Regions from separate parts of the Mus musculus genome. Here all the other regions are linked to region 2. A link is a contact called in public promoter capture Hi-C data. All regions are on one chromosome and are shown on one strand. Each heading gives the region's core, a stretch centred on a gene start, on an enhancer-like site or on the middle of the called end of the contact. The rest is flanking DNA. Distances are from core to core; before and after follow the strand shown.

The links. Promoter capture Hi-C pulls out the DNA fragments that hold promoters and counts their contacts.
Region 1: a contact with region 2 is called in a promoter capture Hi-C map of liver, with 5 times the contacts expected there. The contact joins the promoter of Chchd5 here to the promoter of Idh3b in region 2. A contact is called at or near these places in 7 of 39 promoter capture datasets (the 3T3-L1 cell line, the C10 cell line, embryonic stem cells and 3 more), 2 of 115 datasets of contacts at active chromatin or transcription factors (astrocytes and embryonic stem cells) and 3 of 9 other capture datasets (adipose tissue, liver and pancreatic islet).
Region 3: a promoter capture Hi-C map of liver shows a contact between it and region 2, with 4 times the contacts expected there. The contact joins the promoter of Fbln7 here to the promoter of Idh3b in region 2. A contact is called at or near these places in 2 of 39 promoter capture datasets (both in liver) and 2 of 115 datasets of contacts at active chromatin or transcription factors (astrocytes and pancreatic cancer cells).
Region 4: a promoter capture Hi-C map of liver shows a contact between it and region 2, with 4 times the contacts expected there. The contact joins the promoter of Ttl here to the promoter of Idh3b in region 2. A contact is called at or near these places in 3 of 39 promoter capture datasets (liver and neutrophils) and 1 of 115 datasets of contacts at active chromatin or transcription factors (astrocytes).

What each region holds. Positions count from the first base shown.
Region 1 is chr2:129,128,366-129,131,664 of GRCm38.p6, forward strand. It overlaps Chchd5 (coiled-coil-helix-coiled-coil-helix domain containing 5), which reads left to right and starts at 1,335. Exons shown (of 4, transcript NM_025395.3): 1 at 1,335-1,492; 2 at 1,813-1,953; 3 at 2,036-2,201. The coding sequence starts at 1,491.
Region 2 is chr2:130,282,063-130,285,730 of GRCm38.p6, forward strand. It overlaps Idh3b (isocitrate dehydrogenase 3 (NAD+) beta), which reads right to left and starts at 2,389. Exons shown (of 12, transcript NM_130884.4): 1 at 2,320-2,389; 2 at 2,109-2,186; 3 at 1,876-1,974; 4 at 1,647-1,767. The coding sequence starts at 2,355.
Region 3 is chr2:128,862,473-128,865,917 of GRCm38.p6, forward strand. It overlaps Fbln7 (fibulin 7), which reads left to right and starts at 1,460. Exons shown (of 8, transcript NM_024237.4): 1 at 1,460-1,675. The coding sequence starts at 1,601.
Region 4 is chr2:129,064,036-129,067,660 of GRCm38.p6, forward strand. Ttl (tubulin tyrosine ligase) reads left to right here and starts at 1,912. Exons shown (of 7, transcript NM_027192.2): 1 at 1,912-2,268. The coding sequence starts at 2,112. It overlaps Vinac1 (vinculin/alpha-catenin family member 1), which reads right to left and starts at 1,874. Exons shown (of 11, transcript NM_001370941.1): 1 at 1,102-1,874.

The DNA.
Region 1 (3,299 bases), core at 85-2,584, 1.2 Mb before region 2:
GAAGGAATGGCTGACTAAAGTGCTTGCTATGCAAGCAGGAAGACCTGAGTTGTGGATCTCCAACACCTGCATAAAAACCTGCAGAAAAGGCATGGTAGGGCAGACTTGGAATCCCAGTGTTGGGATGAGGAGACAGCTCCTGGATGTTCACTGGTGGGTTTTAAGGTTCAGTGACACCCTGTCTCCAAAAAGCTTCAGGTGTCAAGCAATAGAGGAAGCCACCTGCCGCCAGCCTCTGCCTGCACACATGTACATCACACACATGTCCCTAGTTTCCTTTTCCTGCTCCCTCTTAGCGGCTACTGACATTTACAGCGTGCCTGTCCTGGTGTTTTCTCTCAGACCAATAACATTGCCCTTGATTGTCCTAAATGAGTACCTTTTAAAGTTCTTTCATTAATGAGCTCCCCAGAAGGGAACCCCAGTAACAGAAGCACTCTTGAGACCTGCATTTCTCAGATCCGCTTCACTTCAAACCTTAGGGTTATCTAGTTCTCTCCATTCCATTCTTAATGACTCTTTTGACAGCAACCAGACAAAAGGAAACTAGAAGTGTGGAGTGTCAAGTTTCCCAAAAATGAAAGTGTCACTGTATATTATGAAGGCCAAAGCAGTCGTTCTCATTTTACAACTGCGTGCTAAGGTAATCACCTTACCGCTCATTTTCTCTAGCTTAGGCCTCTCCATATGAGGAATATTTAGCCTTACAGGGAAATGAACTTCCAGGTCTAGCCCTATAATCTGAAGGCAAATGTGGAGAGGGTGCAAACACCACCTAAGGAAATTACAAAGAAAATAATTTGTGCACGATTGCAAGGAGCAAGCAATAAAACCCACTCTCATCCTGCCTTTACCACCTATGGCAGGAAAAGGACATGTCTGAGTGAATAATCGGATGGGAAGCCCAATGTGGCGTTTAAGATCATTCCTTTCCGTCAAGTTGGAACTAAAGTCAGGAGGAGAATACGCAGTGGCGGAAAGCCACTGGTAGCTCAGCCTGAGAGGGCAATCCCCGTGTTCCTAAACTAGCAGCGGCGGGCACAGCTGCCGCCTCAGCCGCAGCGTGTGCCGAGCCATAGTCACGCGGGCCGGTGGCCTCAACTCCAGCCGGGAAAGTGGCAGCGCGAGCGGCTGTAGATCTGACCTACAGGGAACCAGCTCTGGTGCTCTGTGCCTGGCTGCTCGATCACGGCCGAAGTCCTGCTTCCGGTGATCACTAAACGCGACCACCACAAGCCGGAAGTAAATAAACTAAAATAGCTGACGGACCGGAAGTAGTTACAGGGGCCTCCTCCCGGATAGGCAGTGAGGCGGAAAGCAAAGCAGGACACAGCCATGAAGGTTGGACCAATGTGGGATGAGTGGCAGGGACGCTCGACGACCGGAAGAGTGAGGCCAGGAGGTCTGGGTTGGGCGCCGCCATAACAACCTGATACCGGAAAAGGCGGGTCTCTTCTCCCTGACTGATCGGCGCTTGAATTCGCCTGGAGATGTGAGTTACAACTCCCTATAACTCTAGATCATGCTTGTCAGACTGCACGGTCCCCAACGGGAAATGACTGAATTCAAGACTCCAGGCCTGCTTCACAATAGCCAGACTTTTTGTCTTAGGACTTCCACGATCTCCCGGGAAATCCCACCTTGTTCCACAACGCGCAGGGATCGGCGCTTATTTCTGCCCCTCGTTGGTTGTCCCTATCACAGGATCTTTACACCCCCCACCCCCAATCCAGACTAGTCCAATCACAGATCAAAATCAGAACTCTTTCTTGCCTTCTCTTGAGATTATCTTCAGTTTACCCTGTCCCACAGGCAGGCAGCCCTGGAAGTCACTGCTCGATACTGCAGCCGAGAGCTGGATCAGTATGGCCAATGTGTGGCAGCCAAGCCAGAGTCGTGGCATCGAGATTGTCACCACCTTAAGATGAGCATTGCTCGCTGCACGTCCTCCCAGTGAGTGTACAACTGGGGGCTAGAGGGTGCCAGGCAGTAGGGTTTGAATGCTTCAGGGTCTAAAATGCCCTACCCCCCACAGCCCGATCATCCGCCAGATCCGCCAGGCCTGTGCTGAGCCCTTTGAAGCCTTTGAGAAGTGTCTTCGCTTGAATGAGGCAGCAGTGGGCAACTGTGCTGAACACATGCGCCGCTTCCTGCAGTGTGCAGAGCAGGTGCAGCCACCAAGTTCACCCACAACTGGAGAGGTAAAGGAGGCTAACTTGATCGTAGCTTTTTCCTTTCACAACTCCCTTCATTTTCTAGTTTAAATACCTTCCAGAACCAGTCCCAGCCCCATTCCCATACATGGCCTTGGCTATGCATCCAAGAATCTAAAAACCATGGTTCTCTGTCCCCGAGTGGACATGCCTCTGCTTGTCACCACCTTTCACACTCCCCTCTGCCAGGGCACCTGCCCCAGCCTTTCCCCGGCTTGCCAGACCCTCTGTGTTCCATATAATGACCTGGATTCTAGTAATGATAATCCCTTGCTTAAAACTCTCTGGTGGCCACCAATTCACACTGGAACAAAGTCCCTGATTCTTACTGGATCCTGTGTTCTTCCTTTCCTCAGCCACTGTGTCCCCTTCACTACTTTCCAGCTGTGCTGGTAGGGGTGAGGGGGTGAGGTGGAGGGGTGCACAGAAAAGGATCTTGCTAATGTATACAATACATAAATACATATACAATATGTCTGAAATACTAAACTGTTATTGATGTAGCCATTAGGAAAAAGTCTTTAAAATGTTCTGGATTTGGCAGAAATGGAGGAAAGCGTGAGAAACCCTCCCTCCCTTGCTGCTCTTGCTGGATCTCTCCAAGGGAAAGTTCACACCTTCGACCGCCCTCATCTGAGCACCTCTGGGCTCTCTGTCCCTGCAGCTCTGCCTTTTCTTTCTCGCCTTCTTTTGGGCTAGTGTGTTGGCTCATCTTGTCCTTTCCAGTCCTTATGTGATGGTCTCAGAATGGACTCAGAGGACATCTTAGCATGTTGGCTTCTGCATAGAAAGCTCTTTGTGGTTTCTGTTCTACCAGACCAGCTCTCACCCCAGTGCAGCCTGCATCCCGGGTGACCTGGTCCCACCTCTCCACTCTCCACCTCAAACTCCATACTCCATCCTCAGTGGACAAATGTACGGGTGCTCAGGAGCATAGCTGCTTTGCTTATCCATCTCCTGTCTAATTCTTATTCTGTGTACAGGATATGTCTCCCCAAAAGCTTCCTCTGTCCCCCCATTCCTGCTCCCTGGCTCTTAAGCTCTATCAGCTCCCTGCATCCCGGGCCACACCCTATCATTTCCCTT
Region 2 (3,668 bases), core at 1,139-3,638:
AGATGAACTGAGCATAATGCTTTAATTTTAGACATTATGTTGAAATTCCTAAATGACCTAAGAGCTATTTTTTTTTTTAAATCAAAGAACCTGGTTTAATGCCAAGCTGAAAAGCAAGGGTGTCTAGTGACTGCATTATCTCAGCTACTACTTACTGAAAACTGACTATGTATGTAAGGCAACAGGGTATCAGTCAAAACCACAAACTCCTGCCCTCAACGAGAAAGACAACATAAGTTCTGTAGGGATGACAGGAACTAAGCTTAGGAACACAGAAGAGGAAGCCCTCTGGTCATATGAAATGTTACAGAAAAGCTGGTACTTACTGTAGTTAGTTCCTGGTTAAGTACCTTCAGTGAGTTGACCAGTGATAGGCCCCAAATGATAGGCCCATGAGCTTACACCAAGAAACCATAAACATGACTTTATTTGGGGGGGGGGGGGGGGAGGCGGCAGGGAGAAACTATAAATGAGGATTTTATAGTGAGAATTTTGGTTTCTTTATAAAAAAATCCACTGAAATGTTATGAGACTATGTTTTTGTTTTATTCCCAGGTGTGGGATACAGGTCTGCTTCAGACTCTTCACAGCAGTTGACTAAGATTTGCCTCATGCCGGGTGTGGTTTTGCCTGGGATCAGGTAGTTTTTGTGATTATGTAACATTTAGAATTGTGGGAGCTTTTCAAGAGGGTATAGAAATGTTAGGGTCCTGAGAAGCAGAGAGGGGTTGTTGGTTGATTGCCATTTGATAGTAGTTGTGCACAAAGAAAAAACAAGAAAAGGAAATTGGGTATTTTGCTGGTGAGGATCAAACTTGCCCCAAGGAACTTAGAGGGACTGTAGCTTCAGGAACTGAATTATATATGTTATTTTCAGTAGCATCCAATGGCAGTCATAGGAAACTAATGCCACAAGTGAGTGGAGATCCTGATAGGTGACACAGTGACATATACAGGACAATTAGGACAGCGGATTGTGAGCAACGCACAGAACAAATTGTAGAAAGGAAAACAGGAACATCAGGGGCCAGATTATAAAGAACTGACTTTCCTCTGCAAAAGCTGGCCCTGCAAGTGAGGCTGTCCAAGAAAGTGGGTCTATAGGAGGAAACCTACAAGCTAAATAAATAAATAAATAAATAAATTTTTAAAAATCCAATATGGGGAATAAAACAGCACAAGAGAAGAAATGGAGTGGTTAGAATGATCAGCGCACACTGGGTTAGGGTGGCCGTGCCTTTAATCTCAGCCCTTGGGAGGCAGAGGCAGAGAGCAGAGAGGCAGAGGCAGGCAGATCTCTGTGAGTTCGAGTCCAGCCTGGTCTACAGAGAGTTCCAGAACAGCCGGGGCTACACAGAGAAACCCTACCTGGAAAAACTAACAACAACAACAACAACAACAACAAACAATAAATGAACAAACCAAAAAAGAATGGGCACGCAGACACAACTAACAGGGTCTGACCCCGGTGACACAGCCTCAGCAGGTCCCAACCCCTTCCTGACATCACTAACTCCTGGTTTGCCACTGAGAAGAAACAAATTCCTAAATGTCAGTAGAGGCCAGTCTGGAAAACTGATATATACACACTGCAGAGAGAGGGGCTTTATGAACACTGCTCTTAAATGACAGAGTGCCATACAAACCAATGATGGCAACTTTGTTCTCCTTCATGGAACTCAGCACCTGCTCCAGCTTCTCCTCAGAAGCCATATTCTGCACCTCGCTCAGATGATGCTCCTTAAATTCCACAGGGACAGCAGCAGCCTTCAGGGATAAGTCCAAGCACAGGGCTGGGTCAGGTCTGAACTTTCCAACAACCCATCCATCCCTGTAGCCTGATCCGCCACCCATCCCCCGCCCCGGGCTATTCACCTTGAACACTTCCTTGACAGCATGCATGAGCTCTGGCCCCACGCCGTCTCCAGGCAGCATGGTCACAGGAAAGGCACCCTCCACCCTCACATCTTGTGCCTGTGAGTGGGGCCAGCAGAGATGGAGCAGGGGCAGAAGTGGGAGTCAGAGGGAAAGAGGTGGGGAGGGGAAACCCAGGGGAGCGGCAAGGAGGCGACAAGGATGGGCGAGAACGAAGCTGGACTCAAGCGTACCTGGCTCTGGGAAGCGGCGTGAGCCGTAGATGTTCCGAGACCTCTCCATGCCCCGGAGTTCCGAGCGGCGAGCACCGCCTGCGACAGACACAAGGTCAGATCGGGGACACCGCGGCCCCTTACACCGCGATGACCTTGCCTTCTTTTGGAAACCGCGGACAAACCCTCTGTTCTCCCGCCCACCCTCCGCTCAGGTCGTCCCGGGCCTCACTCGGGTCAGCCAGCGGACATTGCTCAGCGCTGCCATGTTCGGCCGAGGAAGTCGCGGGGGAAGTGACGCCGGAAGCGAGCGCGGTCGTGGGAGCTGGACTTCCTGTCAGCCCTGGCGAGCTTGGCGGTTCTTTCTCCCGTACCAATCGGCGGTGTGTACGGATTCACTTGAGTTCTCTCCTTCTGTTTGGTAATGTAGGGTCACAGGACACACAACCAGTTTGTCTGTTTGCTTTGTTTTCACTCGTCAGATTTAATTTCTCTTGAAAATTCAAAACAACATCCAAATATATATGGCCAAGTATTGAACAAGGATGTGAGTTTAACAATAAGTTGAGAAGTCTTGGGAATTTGTGAATGTTTGAATGTTCTGTTATGCGTTATTCTCTTAACTAGTACTCACTGTTAGTCACTTAGAATTCTTTTAAATAGGTAAAATAATTCAGATTACAAAGAAAACTGGTTATGATAAGAAAACTAACTTGGAGTTGATGAGGTAGCTCTGTAGACCAGGCTGGCCTCAAACTCATAGACCCGCCTGCCTCCACCTCCCAAGTGCTGGAATTAAAGGTGTGCACCACCACATCCTGGAAAAAAAAAAAAAGAAGCTGAAAAATAAAAGCTAATTCTTTTGCTCCACTGTATAGTATGCTATAATTTAAATTTACTAAATTGCTTAATCCTTTCTTAAATAGGCAGATACCTAGTATGAAATCTGATTTGGGCTCTTCTCAGCAACATTGCTGTGTATATCCCTGTACATTCTCCTTTGTACATATGATGAAGATTATAACTATCCTGCAGGGCACCTCTAGCCATGTATGTATTACAGGTGAAATGGTGTGTTTTCAATAGTTTGATTATAGATCTGTGTGTGTTTCACTCATGAATTTGTTCTCATGCAGTAAACAGAAAACTCATTCATCATGATAGCTGATAGTTTCTCTCCCACTACTTCTGGAAATAAAGAGTTACTGACATTGATTTAGCTGCTTAGTTATGTCCCCAGGGATCCTGGATGGGGGGCGGGTCCTCTATATCATCTCCTCTCAAAACTCCATTAGATTGCTAAACCCAGTGTCTATTTTATAATAGAATGTTGAGTATCTCATATAATTTATTGAGTGCTACACGGAAAGTGTATCAGAACAGGCATGTATGTTTTGTTGAGACAGGATCTCTCTTTATATCCCTGGTTGACCTATAACTTCCTATGTAGACCAGGCTGACCTGGAACTCAGAGAGATCCACCTGCCTCTTTGCTTTCTAAGTGCTAGGATTAAAGGCGTGTACCCCATGCCTGCCTAATGGACTTGTATCAATTACTTTTATCATTGTTGGGACAAAACA
Region 3 (3,445 bases), core at 210-2,709, 1.4 Mb before region 2:
TCTGGAGTACTTTGTTATAGCATCTCTAACAGGCCAAGAGAGGACTCTCGGCTTGCCTTCTGCTTTCCATCTAAAGCAGCTCAGAACCATTCCATACAGAAGAGTGAGCTTCACAAAATGTCCTTGCAGGGAGAACTAAATTACGTTTTCCAGGAGTAGAGAGGTCCGAGACATCTGGTTCACTCATAGCCTGAGTACAGGAACCTCAATTCCATGCCTGTCACAGGGCTGTTACCTAACTAGACCCCAGGCGTGTTCTGTAGCTGGGCCTTTACTTTAAACCCTTGGGAAACAGACGGAAAACTAGAAGGAAGGCTGTAGACTCTTCGTCACGGAGCATGTGCCCTACTTAGTCACTGAGCATGCGCCCTCCTAACCTAGTCACTGAGCATGCGCCCTCTTAACTTAGTCACTGAGCACGCGCCTTCCAAAAGCCCTAGGGAGAATTGATTTAAAAACTGGCAGAGTTGTCCAAAGGGTGACTTAGTCTAACTCAGAGCCCTTTAAACTTCTTGCTCTCAGTCTCTTTTCACTGAGAAATATTTCTGCAACCTTAGGAATTCAGGCACATGAAGAAGTGTACAGATCAAACACGTACTGGTAATAAATCATAAATTTATTTTAAAGTAATTATTTGCTATAAATATAATTTTATCCTTTATTAAAATTAAAGGAAATTTGATATGCTTTATTAATTTTTACATGAAGAATTAAATCTTGGCTGAATATTTGATATTGAAGAATAAGAAGCAGTTTTGACTTTTTTCCCCCCCTAAATTGATTGTTTGGTTATAAAATTGTCACACGGAGCACACCACCTCATATAAGTAAGTAGTACAAAGTAGCAAAAAACTTAGCGTGTACAGTAAAACCACTTCATTTCGTAACATAAGTTAGTCTGAGATCTGAGCCAAGTGTCCTAGGTGTGTGTGTGTGTGTGTGTGTGTGTGTGTGTGCGTGTGTGATCATTCCCGTGGTGCCCCTGGACATCTGACCAGTAGCAGTTATGGAGACCAAGGATACCTTGGATTCATTATATTTGATTTTGAATTAATTTTTGGTTTCGTGCCTCACCATTTGCTAAAATCAGTAACTCAGCTCCCATTTTTTTCGGCCCACGGTTTAAGAAGAGACGGTCTAACCTGGTCCAATTTATGAAGGCCATCTTTCTGCCATACTAACCCTGTTCTCTGTTGTCCTAGAGGAAGATGTCCTTATGTGGGCTTTGAAGTGGGACAGTCCTAAATTTGGCTCATCAATCAGCCGCGTGTAGTTGGCAGGGGCCTAGGTCTCTCCCGGCGGGCAGTGGGGACTGCGGACAGTGGGGCAGCCCAGGGTGGACACTGGCCACCCTTGGTCGCGAGGCGTCGCACCCGTTCTTTTCCCAGAGCAGAGGATTGGGCGAGCTCCCAGGCGCATTCCAGGCTCCACAGCTCCTCCTCTCTCGCCTCCGCCACAGGGCTGGCGCCTCCCCGCGTCGTCGGGACAGTCCCGTGCAGGCGGCTGCGGACTAGTGGCCTTGGAAGCTGCAAGGGACCCGCGCACTGCGGCCAGAGAACAGCGACCTGCCTTCCCCAGCAGCAAGGCTGTGAGTGGCAAGATGGGACCGGGCTCACAGCGCGCGCTTTTCCTCCTCTTGCTGCTCCTCGCCAGCCCCGGAGCGCGGGCTTTCCAGGTCAGTGTCCCCCGCAGTGCGTCTTGGAGTCCCGCTTCCCAAGGAGGTAGCGCCGAGGCCAGGGCATGCCATGCTCCACTCCTGTGCTGGAGTTGGGACTTGGAGCGGAGTCTAGGGCTGGGGTTTGGTTGATGGAGAGAGGAGCGGGGTCCTCCATCTGTCATTGCAGGCGACCTGGGCTGCTGCAGCCCAACGGGAGAAGGTGGCTCCGCGTGGGAATCGCCAGCCCGGGAAAGTTACCCAAGGATTTCTGAGACACTGGTCTTTTGTGGGTCTTGGTGAGAACACCTGGCCGCCCAATTCTGTTAGAGAATGTTCGTGCTCTCCAAACCCAACATTTACGTTTCTAACTGAAATATTCTTGCTGCCACCACACCCTAACCACTCTCAGAAATTCTTACCAGTGGCCTGATGGATCCTCAGGTGGTCCTATCCTGAGCACCCGAAGCCTCAGAGTTGCAATTATATTTTCTTACACACCCATATGAACAGCAGGGTCTTTTCTTTTCTTTTCTTTCCCTTTCCCTTTCTCTCTTTCTCTCCTTCTCTCCTTCTCTCCTTCTTTCTCTCTCTCTCTCTCTCTCTCTCTCTCTCTCTCTCTCTCTCTCCCTCGCTCCCCCTCCCTCCCTCCCTTCCTTCCTTCTTTCCTTCCTTTCTTTCTTTCTCTTTTTTTTTTGACATTTACGTCTCCAAATCCCACTGGATTTATTTGCTTGGCTAGATTTTATAACAATAACAACAACAACAACAATAAGTATTATTATTATTATTTTATTAACCATTGGAAACTGACTTTTAAAATTGAGACTGTAAATAAAAATGTATTTGAGAGACTTTGTATTGTCAGGTTCAGGTCAGCTTCCATCAAACGCGTGTCAGCAGACAGAGGTCCCTCAACGAGAGTCCTGAAGCAGCTTCTTCAACCATGCCAACAGCAGCATAAACAGCTGCAGGATGTGCAGGGAGGCTGGGTGCCTGCTGAGTGTCCAGATCCTTCTTTAAGACCACCCAGTCAGGAAGAAGTGGTATAAATTCCCTCTCTGACTGGACTCTGACCTGATCTTTGTCCATGCTCCATGTTCTGGGGCTAAATTGCTGTGCACTGGCAAGTTTCCCCGGGGATACTGAGAAGTCCCCTGGGGTGCAGCAAGGCTTTCCGAGCCTGGAGAATTTGGTTTAGATCAGACCTGCTCCTGTTAGTGCGGAAGGTAATGAGTGGGAGTCACAGGAAGTTGCTCAACAGCCAAATGGCCAGGACCCAGCCTGGGGCTACTGTGAGCCCACCCACCAGAGCAATGGGATCTCCCTAGTTTTGCAGATTACAAAGCCAAACCAAACCTTCACCCCATGCCCAGTGCCAGAAGCACAGAAGATACATCTCCACTGGGCTCCCCCATCCCAGGCTGCAAAGGGGCAGGGCATGAGAAGAGTAGACGTTCCGGAGACCAATCATCTCGTGATAGTGGGTGGGCATCTGTCCCACGGGGCGAGGTGGGAAATAGTGAGATTAGGGCAACTGGTAATCTGGTGCAGAGGCAGCACTGAGCTTGCCTCACTTTGAACATGCTCTTGCGACACTAAGATCCAATCCCTGCCGTGCCCTGGCCAGGCTTTCTCAGCCCCTCGACGCCAAGCATAGCCTTCTTTATCTGCAAAACATTTGTAGGTGAAACCAGAGGAGGCTAAAGGACCAGACACCCATGTTTGCTCTAGTTAAACTGACCTTCAGCGAATGGTTGGGGCTCCCCCATCCTTCCAGCTCCAGGCTGG
Region 4 (3,625 bases), core at 662-3,161, 1.2 Mb before region 2:
ATGTGGCCTTTTTGAAGTTGTTCTTCCACCAGCAGAGTAGCTGCTTCAATGTTTACATTTGTTAAGGGTCACTTGTGTTTGTGATATTTTGTTACTTTCTTTTCAGAAGTCAGACTCCTCCTCTGAGGTTGGTTTTTTTCTCTTCTGATTCACCACGACTCTCTCCTGAACTACTTTTCTCAGACTTTTCTGTTGAGGAATAAACATTTTTCTTAGATCCTGAGTGAGACTGTAGTAATGGAGTCTGCTCATGAGGTGAATCTGATGCTGCTTGGGCGCCTAAGGCCTTTCTGTCATCTGCTAATGTTTCCTCAAGTGTATTCCAAATAGCAAACGAAGAGCAAATGCTGTAAGGGGCACACCTTTTCCTCCATTCTCTATAAACCAGTTTTTAATATCTAACCCTAACTTCTTCCATGTATCCACATCTAAACTTCCCCTTTCTGGGAGCCAGGGACTGACTGTACAAACTGAAGAAAGTCAGTCAGATGGCTAGTTTTAACCTTAAAGACTTTTCTTTCTTTCTTTCTTTCTTTCTTTCTTTCGGGTTTTTTGTTTTGTTTTGGTTTGGTTTAGTTTTTCGAGACAGGGTTTCTCTGTATATAGTTCTGGCTGTCCTGGAACTCACTCTGTAGACCAGGCTGGCCTCGAACTCAGAAATCCGCCTGCCTCTGCCTCCCAAGTGCTGGGATTAAGGGCGTGCTCCACCATTGCCCAGCTAAGACTCTTTTCTTAAGAGTATACTTATTAATATCTGTAAAGAACTCTCTATCTGTAGATTCACTTTGTCCCATCTTGAGAGATACCCATGAAATGCACACAACCCAGAACTGATGTCTTCTGACCTAAGACGGGTGCTGATAGCTTCCAACAGAACAGCTAGGCACTGATGGCACCTAGTATCAGCCTCTGCTGATGGCAGCAGGCAATAAAAGCCAGAGCTGATGGCTCCTGGCTTAACATGGGCACTGATGGTACCCAACCAGGAACTGATGGCCCCAACTATCCGCCTCTACTGATGGCAGAAGACAATTTAACTGCACACTCCTTGTCCAATGGATTTGTAAGACCCAGTTAAGAGTCCTATCTGTGTCCACTTACCTTATTCAATGTCGCTGTTCGGGTGCCAAATTAGAACATTGGGAGCCTCCTGGCCCGGGCCAGGGGTAGCAGTGGAGTCACAGAGTAAGGACTCTGGTGATGGCTTTAACGTCTGAGGGTCTTGGGGCTTTCTAGCTCTCTAATTATACTGAAATGCTGATGATAACTTCTAAAAAGTCCTAAAAACTTTCTTGCTCTTTCTGAGGGCTTGCTTGCTGGCTTAGGCGATTAACACCTGTAGCCTATCAGGGGAGGATTAAGCAATACAGCCTTTGTTCTATCTCAGCAGGAATCTTTCCTAAAATGAGTCCCTCATAGCCTTGCTTAATGAGGGCTCACTGTCGCAGATTATATAATAATCCAAGGCAGGCTACTTCAGGATGATCACCTGCTAGTTATTAGCTTGTCCCATTATGGCTCCTGACATGTGTCCGATTTTACCGCACCCAGATCAAACCCAGAGCTCAGTGCTGGCTAAGCAAGCACTCTACCAACTGAGCTACACCCATGCCTGGATCTTTTGTTTCATCCACCAAATCTGATTTTGAACTTGGTGGAAGACCCAGACAGAGGGCGGAAAGGGATATTGGCGGGCTATGGCGCAGCTGGAATTATTTCCCTTGGTCTCTCCACCGCAGTTTGCTATTACTGCAGCCACACTTGAGACCCATGTCACCGGCCACACACTGAGTGGCGGGGCGGCCCTGGTGGGCCCTGCTTGGGAGCTCCTGCCGCCGCAACCCGCAGACCTGCCCTTAGCGCCGCGCGGAATCACGGTCGTGGGCGGGGCGCCGGCGGTGGGCGGGGCGCTGGGGGTGGGCGCGGCGTCCGGGTGGCGCTCGCCACTCGGGCGGTGGCGCGGGCGCCCAGGGCAGACACTAGGGTAATCCGGAGGCGCGGCCCTGGAATTAGACCGACAGCGGGGCTGAGGCTGAGGCTGGGGCAGTGTGCACGCGGGGCCGCCGTGCCCTGGACTCGTGTAGCGGCTGCGGGGCGCGCTGCCCTTCGCCATGTACACCTTCGTGGTGCGCGACGAGAATAGCAGCGTCTACGCCGAGGTCTCCCGGCTGCTGCTGGCCACCGGCTACTGGAAGAGGCTACGGCGAGACAACCCCAGGTTCAACCTGATGCTGGGGGAGAGGAACCGACTGCCCTTCGGGAGACTAGGTGAGCCCTTCCCTCGTGGCCGCTGCGCGCATGAATCGGAGAGCGAGCGCTTTTGTTTTTTAAGGTCATTAATCTTCCCTAGGCGCGAGCTCACCTTAGCAGATATAAAATGGGTCTAGCAAGACCTAAACCCGTAGCTGGATTTGGAACGGAGTCTGGGTGCGGTTGCCCTGTCTGCTGACAGTGACCTATACCCGCACTCAGGGTGTCGGCCTGGTTCCCCTGCTTCCCTGGGCCCGCATCAGTCATCTTGCAGCTTTCCGCCACTTAGGATTCAGCTCTGTGTGGTGTGGGCGTGGAAGGGGAGTTGAAACCGCCGAGGCTTGGGTTACCCGGAGGCCAAGATGAACCGGCAGGGAATTTGGAGAAAACTCACTGACTTACCCAAAGCAGGAGCTTCCAGGGAAGCTGGAGCGTGGGGAGCTGTTCCATTTCAGACCTTTCCTTTAGCTGCACCAAAAGTTTACATTTGCAGCTGCATTTAGTGATGTTTTCTTACACGATCTTGGGTGACTTTTGCTCTCCTCATCCACATGTGCGAAACTGGCTTGGTACCATTCTATTCGCGTACTCTCATGTAGGAAGGGACAGCAACTCCCTTTTAAATGACGTAATCTTGAAGTTGTCCTAATGGGTTCAACTAGCATCCCACAGACTTGAACCTGGTCTCATGGTCCCTTCACTACATAGTCATCTGGGGAGGGCTTGCCTCTCTCTGGGTGTCTGGTTCTTTTCCAGAATTTCACTTGGGGGTGGGATCATTTGTATTTCAAGGACAGAAGAGGAGGGGGGCATCTCTACCTTAGCAAACACCCCAGAAAGTAGTGTCCCGTGTCCTGAAGAGGAGAGGTTTTTTTCAGACATAGGTGTGGTCAGCGGTGGATGAGGCTAAACGGAAAGCAGTTTGTTTGGAACTAACAGGCAATTTGGCAAGCTTGCATAGGGCACTTGGGTGACATTATAGCCACAGCAAGCTATGATGGCTTATGGAATGAAGTTTGTTAAGGCTTAGTCTTACTGAATTAGTTCAGGGACAACTTTTCATTATTATACATGTTTATACTCTAGCGTGGCGACTCCATGGAGTGGTGGTTGGAAGACTCAGACGTCACAGACTAGAAAATGTGCTTAGAAACTGATGTCCTGTGGTAGCAGATTCCTCCGGAAGGGCTCAGCAAAGAAAGCCCCTCAAAACTAAGTTCCCTGAGAGAAGCACAGGAGCGGCTGACTGGGTCGTTTCTCCTAACTTTACTGCTTCCCTTGCTGGCACCTGACAATGCCTGGTGGTAAGAACCTAGGTAGAACCAAAAGGCTCTCCCAGCCTGGTGTGGGAGTGACTGGCCTTGTCAGTGTGCTG